Linked DNA regions of Mus musculus: regions 1 and 2 are each linked to region 3. Evidence: chromatin contacts called from public ChIA-PET and promoter capture Hi-C data. All regions are on one chromosome and are shown on one strand. Each heading gives the region's core, a stretch centred on a gene start, on an enhancer-like site or on the middle of the called end of the contact. The rest is flanking DNA. Distances are from core to core; before and after follow the strand shown. Region 1 has its middle 19 kb from the start of Hrg. Region 2 holds the start of Hrg (histidine-rich glycoprotein). Region 3 holds the start of Kng1 (kininogen 1).

Region 1 (2,700 bases), core at 36-2,535, 88 kb after region 3:
TGAAGTTTCCTCTCTGAGCTTTGTGGTTCCTGGACATCCTTGTCCCAGGATGCTCTTCCATTGAGACTCTATCCCTTAGAACTGTCTGATTCCTGAGTTTCCTGTCTCAGGTTATCTTCTATTGGGAAATTTTCTTCCCTCAGAGCTGTATGGTTCCTGGGCTTCTGAGTCTCAGGATACCCTCCTATCTGAGCAGAAACACTTATGTTCATACTATGCTTATATTATCCCTGCCCTCTTTTATGTAAACCCTGGTTTACATGTATGTACATATATGAGTTCAGCACGTCTGGGTGAAGCTGGGCATAGGGTGAAGCCTGGAATCCCAGTAGCACACTTGGTGGATTGAGACAGGCGGACCTTGAGTTCAAGGCCAGAAGAGCTACAGAATGAGGCCCTGTTTACCACAGTTTAACCTCCTGAATCAAACAAACCTGTGTCCATTAGGGCTTTCTTTTTATCCTTATGGTATCAATGGATTAGTTTTGTTTTGTTTTGTTTTCCTGCTGGAATAACTTAATTAATCCAAAGAAAGGATCTTTTAAAATAAAATTTATTATATTATTTATCTTTTTGAAAGCTTTTTAATTTTAATTTTAAGTGTATAACTGCTTGCCTGAATGTCTCTGTCTGTCTGTCTGTCTGTCTATGTCTGTCTATATGTATGTATGTATCTATGTATACTACAAGTGTGCCTGGTGCCCAAGGTGGCCAGAAGATGCACCATAGTCCCTAGAACTAAAGTTATAGATGGTTGTGAGCTACCATGGGAGCTGGGGACTGAGCCTAGGTTTCCCCTCCCCTGCAAGAGTAGCCAGTACCCTGAACCACTGAGCCGTCTCTCCAGTCTGTGAACATTATATTAAAAAAAAATCTTAAGGATTTTCTTTCCCTCTAATTTATGCATCCTACTTTCATTTGTTTCCTCCTGAGTGCACTGACGAGGAAATAAAAGTTATAGTAGAAACCTGTCCAAGTGTGCTCAGGATGCAGCTCAGGTTGTAAAGTCCTGGCCTAGCATGTACAGAGTTTGAGCTTACTTCCCCAGTACCACATGAACCGGGCGTGACAGCCCATGCCTGTATTCACAGCACTAGGGAGGTGGAGGCAGAAGGATCAAAAGTTTAAGGTCATTGTCAGCTACACAGCCAGTTTGTGATTAGTCTAAAGCTAATGCCTTTGCTTTCTCTGCCTCACCACTAGGGTCCCTATTTATATTCCTGTGTTCCTTAGTTCTTTGCCCTCTTTCTGGAGAACAAATAGGACTCTGCTCACTGTCCAGGCAGATTTCAGGCTGGAATATTGCAACCCCGGGGTTGCTGACCTGCATCTTTGCCTTTGGAAAGAATGTGTAAGTACAGAGCACATTTCTAAAACATTGCACCACAAAAAGATAGGCTCAAGTGGCATATTATACTATATTATGTTATACTATATTCTATTCCAAAAGTCAGTATTACTAATAATAAAAATTAAAGCTTGTAGGATGGTGGTGGCCCATGCCTTTCATCTCAGCACTTGGGAGGCAGAGGCAGGCACATTTGTGAGTTCAAGGTGTGGCTGATGTACAGAGTTCCAGGACAGCCAGGGCTACACAGAGAAACCCTGTCTCAAAAAAGAAAACAAAAGAAAAAGAAGAAAACCTTACTCTGTAGCAGACTGAGTAAAGAGTCTGGTTAAGAGTGGCATTTACTATGTGCAAGCTTATAAACTGTTCTCCAAAAGCAGTGATGGTGGGCAGATCGGTGTAGGAAGTCATGTGCTCCTGGTTGACACATTTTCTACTTTCTTTTTTTTTTTTTCCATTTTTTATTAGGTATTTAGCTCATTTACATTTCCAATGCTATACCAAAAGTCCCCCATATCCACCCACCCCCACTCCCCTGCCCACCCACTCCCCCTTTTTGGCCCTGGTGTTCCCCTGTACTGGGGCATATAAAGTTTGCAAGTCCAATGGGCCTCTCTTTCCAGTGATGGCCGACTAGGCCATCTTTTGATATATATGCAGCTAGAGTCAAGAGCTCCGGGGTACTGGTTAGTTCATAATGTTGTTCCACCTATAGGGTTGCAGATCCCTTTAGCTCCTTGGCTACTTTCTCTAGCTCCTCCATTGGGAGCCCTATGATCCATCCATTAGCTGACTGTGAGCATCCACTTCTGTGTTTGCTAGGCCCCGGCATAGTCTCACAAGAGACAGCTACATCTGGGTCCTTTCAATAAAATCTTGCTAGTGTATGCAATGGTGTCAGCGTTTGGATGCTGATTATGGGGTGGATCCCTGGATATGGCAGTCTCTACATGGTCCATCCTTTCATCTCAGCTCCAAACTTTGTCTCTGTAACTCCTTCCATGGGTGTTTTGTTCCCAAATCTAAGGAGGGGCATAGTGTCCACACTTCAGTCTTCATTCTTCTTGAGTTTCATGTGTTTAGCAAATTATATCTTATATCTTGGGTATCCTAGGTTTGGGGCTAATATCCACTTATCAGTGAGTACATATTGTGTGAGTTTCTTTGTGAATGTGTTACCTCACTCAGGATGATGCCCTCCAGGTCCATCCATTTGGCTAGGAATTTCATAAATTCATTCTTTTTAATAGCTGAGTAGTACTCCATTGTGTAGATGTACCACATTTTCTGTATCCATTCCTCTGTTGAGGGGCATCTAGGTTCTTTCCAGCTTCTGGCTATTATAAATAAGG
Region 2 (2,700 bases), core at 160-2,659, 110 kb after region 3:
AAACAAGGCTAAGTGGTCCTTCCTTGAAACGTCTCTCATGTCTTATCTAGTCCATAGTTTGGCCACTGCCTCGGTCTGGTCCTCATTTCCGCATTCCTGGATACGTGAACAGCTTCTTAGTTCATATCCCTATCACCTGCCTCTGTCTCCTCAGTCCCATTGTGCCCCCTCCTCCCACTTTCTGTACTGCCATTCAGAGGTAGCGTCATTCTCTTTGACGCTGTGTCAGACAAATGTGATAGAGTGTGACAGATGCTCTTTAAATTGTTGGTTGTCTTAAGTTGCTGTGTTCCGGTTTTCTTTCTGCGTTTGGCAGTGGCTCCCAATGCTGTAAAAAGTATAAACTGCTTTGTGCGTTATCTGCAGTTGTCCCTGCTCTGGCTTCCTGATTTTAGACATTCCATCGTAGAAAATATATGAAATTGTTATTGTTGTTGTTACTATTATTGCTGCAGGGGGAGGAAACAGCATCTCTCCATAGTCCCGATTAACCTATCAAATTCGGTCTAAACAACCATACAAGTGAAGACAGTAAGCTTGGCTTCAAGATAAGCCCATACTCTCTTCCAACTTCACACTGAGCTCAGCCTTTCCAGAGCCCTACTGAACTTCTGTAATCCCTGCCTGCTTGTTCAATTGCTTTGCAGTATCACTCTTCCTGATTGTCTGCTTACCTTGAGGAGATGTGGTGTTGGAATACACTTATTCAAATCCCATCTATCCTCCAGAACATACCAGCACATTTCCCTTTCCGGATTAAAAGATCTGTCATTAAATCGCTCCAATATCTTTGGCATGGATATGGTCACAAAAATATCCTATTTTTCACAGTTGGCCTATGTGAATTTTGCGGACTATTATTTTCTTGAGAAGCACGGCTAACTCTAGTTTCCTTTTCAAAGTTCCCACTGTTCTATGGGCTCTATGGTGCTTCAGAATAGTTACAGATTGATGCATAGTTACTGATATGCCAATAACAAAAGTTAGTTTCAAGGCAAACCCAACAATTTAGAGCACACCTCAGAAACTAAACAGGAAACCTGATGAAGGTTGTTAATTACGCAAAGCAGTCTGCTCCTCCAATCCCTTTCCCACCTTCCACATTGTCTCCCAGCTCAACTCCTCCATTGGCCATGTCTTACCGCTCTGTCCAAGTGGGCGTCAGAGACCCGCAGCAGCTCGAAAACATAGCCACTCCTCCGCCCTTTATTGATCAGGTCTAGAACTTTCTCAGCCAGAGGCTCAGAAGCATCACAGTTGGTGGGACTCAGGGCATGGGAACACTGCAGGGTGACTAGAAGCAATGCTGTGGTGAGCACCTTCATTGTGCTAAACCATCCTTGACTGTGGTCCACCATAGCAGAGAGAATTCTACCGTGATGCACACTCAATTGATAAAGGTCTTTATAGATTTTTTGTTGTATAACTGGGCATGTTCACTTTGACCCCAGGTTCAAATATCTGTCAACAGTCTGTAAATAATTAGTGTAGAGAAAGTTGAGACATAACACCAATGAGTGGGTAAAATCATCATTTGTGCAATATGCTATATCTGGTGGGTAACTGATTCAGGGTGTGTTTAACCCAAAGCACTTATTGTGTTGTTATGGTGGAGTTGGGAATAAGTTTTCTTATAGCTGTCTCATTTGGAAATCTCTATTGTCAGCTGCATCTTTGGATTATGGCGCTAAAATTCCTTAGCCAAACACAGGAAAATTATCTGAGGCAGGTAACCCATCCCACAGCCTGCCTCTTGAAGGGCCTGGCCTTCAGCTGTGACTGTGGAATCAGATGGACATTTGACACTGTTATCTTATTACTGTGTAATGCTTTAGAACCCCTCTGCCTTAGTCACTGTTCTATTGCTGTGAAGCGACACCATGACCATGGCAACTCTTATCAAAGAAAGCATTTCATTGGAGCTTGCTTTCAGTTTTAGAGGTTTAGTCCCTTATCATCATTGTGGGAAGCATGGTGGCATGCAAAGACAGACATGGTATTGGATATCGCTACAAGTTTTACATCTGGATCCACAGGCAGAAGCCACTGGGCCTGGCTTGGCCTTTTGAAACTTCAAAGCCCACCCTGAGTGACACATTTCCTCTAACAAGGCCACATTCACTCCAACAAGGCCACACCTCTTAATTCTTCTCAAGTAGTGCCATTCTCTATGCCTACGCATTCCGACACATATAAGCCTATGTGGGGATGTCTTAATTAAGCTCCTATTGTCATGATGGAACACCATGACCAAAAGCAACTTGGGGAGGAGAGGGTTTATTTGCCTCATATTTCTATATCAACAGTCATCATTGAAGGAAGTCGGGACAGGCAATCAGCACAAGGAACTGGAGGTGGGCGTTGATACAGAGACCCTCGATAAGTGCTGCTTACTTGCTTGCTCCTTATGGCTTGCTCAGTCTGCTTTCTTATAGAACCTATTGGGGAGTGGCCCCACCAATAGGCTGGGCCTGTCCCCATCAATCACTAATTAAGAAAATACTCTAAAGGCCTGCCTATAACCCAATCTTATGGAGGCATTTTCTTAATGGAGGTTCCCTCCTCTAAGATAACTTTAGCTTGTGTCAGGTTGACATACTATCCAGCACGGCGGGGGGGGGGGGGCATTCTTATTCAAACCACCACATCCTTTGACTCTTAGGTTTTTTATTTATGAAATGTGAATTGATAGTTCTTGGC
Region 3 (2,700 bases), core at 8-2,507:
TTTTATCTTAAGAGTGTGAGTGTATGCCCAAATGTATGTATGTATACTATGTGTGCCTGGTGCCCAGGATGGCCAGAAGACACACTGTAGTCCCTGGAACTGGAGTTAGAGATGGTTGTGACTACCATAAGTGCTGGGAGCTGATCCCAGCCCCCTGCTCACATGAGTAGCCAGTACTCTGAACCACTGAGCCATCTCTCTAGTCTGTAAACTTAATTTTAAAAAATCTTAAAGAAAGTTTTTCTCTAATTTATGCACCCTGCTTTCATTCCTTTCCTACCTGCGTGCACTGACAAAGCAGTAAGAATATAGAGAAAACCTGCCAAAGTGTGCTCCGGATGGAGTGTAGGTGGCAGAGTCCTGAGGTTGATTCCCCAGTATCACAGAAACCTGGCATGGGGGCACAAGCCTGTATGTGTAGCACCAGGGAGATGAAGGCAGGAGGATCAAAAGTTTAAGATCATTGTCAGCTACACAGCAAGTTTGTTGTTAATCTAAAGCTAAATGACACCATGGCTCCACCTCCCTGCCCCCCAAACTAAAGAAAGCTAGTGGAAACATTACTATTAAGCTCAATGAATCAGCCACACACAGGCAGTGCTAGATACTTGGTCCAAGGCAATAATGTCAGCTCTCTTCTTACTCCCTGTATTCATCCCAGGAGGGAACTCTCCCTTAAGTCTGGAAAATGGCTAAGTTCACAGATGCAGTGGATTCCCCTACTGCAAGCTGACTGCATTGCTGGATTCCCCACTATGCCTGTCCCTTTTGAACATCTCCATCTTTTGTGGTTTCTTTCTTCCTGGGATACTGCTTTCATGATCGCCCAGGAAGACTAAGGACGGGCCATCTCCAACCTCTACCCCTGTGCCTGAGAGCACCAATTACAAGTGGTTTCACAGGAAAGCTGTTACTCACCGTTTTAGTGCCCTCGATCACTCGGTGCAACATATACTGGTTGCCACTTTTTACCCCAGGGTTAAACTGCTTCAGAGAGAAATCCACAGCCTGAAATACAGCCTCATCATTGCAGTCAATTTCCTGCGCTTCTTCTCCCTGTGTTAAAGTCAGCAGGAGTCCGGAGCAGAGGAGCAGTGTAGTAATGAGCTTCATGATTTAAGGGTCCCTCTAGAACTGAGGGACTGTTTTGCCAAGAATGGGAAACCAACTCAGAAGCTGATTTTGGCAGCCTCTGGGCTCTGATCTCTCCTGCCTCAGCTCTCTCTGCCTCACCACTTAGGCCCCTATTTAGATTCCTGAGGTCACGCCCCTTGTGTGCCCTCTTCCCAGAGAACAAACAGGACTCTGCTCAATGTCCAACCAGGTATGGAGCTGGAGAATTGCAACATGGGATTGTTGACCTGTTTGTCTGCCTTTGTAAAGAATGTGGGAGTGCAAAGCCCATTTCTAAAACATTGCTCAACTCTCCACAGTGAATTAAAGCAGAAACCAGTAAAAGGAGCTAAAACCAACAACCATTTCCAGTATCCTCTTGCTACTCTTGGCCCAGTTACAAAGGGCTCTGCATAAATATACATTGAAGACAATGTAGAAATACCTCCTACACAATATTGCTTGTGGCATGTCAGAGTGTACAGACACAAGGTTTTGTCAGCTCTGGTGTGTTCTTGAAAAGCACATGTGCAGGACCATCAGTCACATGCTGGGAGCTCCACCCAGGACACTAGCAAATCTGACAAATCATGGGCATCCTGTCTGGCCTCTGGCCATGCCAACCTCTCTGCTGGGTTCTATTGGTCTATGTGAAGAAGGGGTGGGGCCAGCAGATTCTCACCTGATTCAAGTGCTTGCCTCACAAGCCTCAGGCTGGCAAGCAGAGTTTGAAGCCAGGAGTTCACAGAACACCTCTGGATGGTGACACACAATTGTAACCCTGGTATTCCTACTTTAATCCAGAAGGGGAAGGCCAGAGGATCACCAGGAAGTTTAGGTACCCTGGAGTTTGTAAGCAAGAAAAGCAAAGAGACCTGTCTTACCAAGGTGTCCGGGGAGGCATCCACTCCTGAGAGCTCTCTGACATCCACATGTGGGCTGTGGCTTTTGTGTGCCTGCATACACACATTCTCATCCTTTCTCTGTCTCTCTCACAAATACAGAATAATACTGATAATAATAATTTAAAAAAGGAATAAAAGAAAAGAAAGGAAAGACAGATGGAAGGAAATTAGGAAATAAGAAAAAGAAGAAATAAAAGTAATAAAGAAATCTCAAAAGTTGGCTTCTGTGTGGTTGATGGGAATTTCTAGTGTGAGCTGGAGTCTGCCTGAGAGGCCCGGAGGCCTGGAGCCAGGTGCTGTCACCGTGTGCTGAATGGGAACTTTATAGAAGTGCAGCAGGAACAGGCACTGGGCCAGAGGTCCTAAGGAATGCCAATGTAGCTCTACCCATGACCTTCTATGTGACTCGGTCTGTACAGGTGTGTGCACATATGCCAGTGTGCATGAGTTTCATGCTTGGCTGAGTGTGTGCCTCAGTCTCCGTGTATGTGTTCTTCTGTGTGTCCGGATGTGAACAAGTGTAGGTTTGTATCTCTGCCCATGTGTGTATGAGTCAGAGTCAGAGAACCTTCGCATCAGGGTTTCTTCCCCTGAACGATGTGGAAATCATAATACCTCAATGGGATTGTTTTAGGGTTTTCACAGAAATCCTTTAATTTTGAGCAAGTTTCAGAAGTGAAAC

The links. Promoter capture Hi-C pulls out the DNA fragments that hold promoters and counts their contacts. ChIA-PET counts read pairs in DNA pulled down with a chosen protein or histone mark.
Region 1: an H3K27ac ChIA-PET map of liver shows a contact between it and region 3, with 8 times the contacts expected there. The contact joins the enhancer-like site here to the promoter of Kng1 in region 3. A contact is called at or near these places in 6 of 39 promoter capture datasets (embryonic stem cells, liver, neural stem cells and 2 more), 2 of 15 datasets of contacts at CTCF or cohesin (the NIH/3T3 cell line and embryonic stem cells), 14 of 484 Hi-C or Micro-C datasets (the G1E-ER4 cell line, the HL-1 cell line, the N1E-115 cell line and 4 more), 3 of 115 datasets of contacts at active chromatin or transcription factors (embryonic stem cells, hepatocytes and liver) and 1 of 9 other capture datasets (embryonic stem cells).
Region 2: a contact with region 3 is called in a promoter capture Hi-C map of liver. The contact joins the promoter of Hrg here to the promoter of Kng1 in region 3. A contact is called at or near these places in 6 of 39 promoter capture datasets (embryonic stem cells, liver, neural stem cells and 2 more), 2 of 15 datasets of contacts at CTCF or cohesin (the NIH/3T3 cell line and embryonic stem cells), 12 of 484 Hi-C or Micro-C datasets (the G1E-ER4 cell line, the N1E-115 cell line, embryonic stem cells and 3 more), 2 of 115 datasets of contacts at active chromatin or transcription factors (embryonic stem cells and hepatocytes) and 3 of 9 other capture datasets (adipose tissue, embryonic stem cells and liver).

The regions. Positions count from the first base shown.
Region 1 is chr16:22,968,781-22,971,480 of GRCm38.p6, reverse strand. No RefSeq gene overlaps it. Among named protein-coding and RNA genes, the nearest start is that of Hrg, 19 kb to the right of the region's middle. Within about 2 kb of position 1,285, at least 1 of the 459 cell types and tissues checked has an H3K27ac peak or open chromatin away from gene starts, as enhancers often do. A contact at or near this core is called in liver, where this site is marked.
Region 2 is chr16:22,949,781-22,952,480 of GRCm38.p6, reverse strand. Hrg (histidine-rich glycoprotein) reads right to left here and starts at 1,409. Exons shown (of 7, transcript NM_053176.2): 1 at 1,143-1,409. The coding sequence starts at 1,358.
Region 3 is chr16:23,056,857-23,059,556 of GRCm38.p6, reverse strand. Kng1 (kininogen 1) reads right to left here and starts at 1,257. Exons shown (of 11, transcript NM_023125.3): 1 at 919-1,257. The coding sequence starts at 1,113.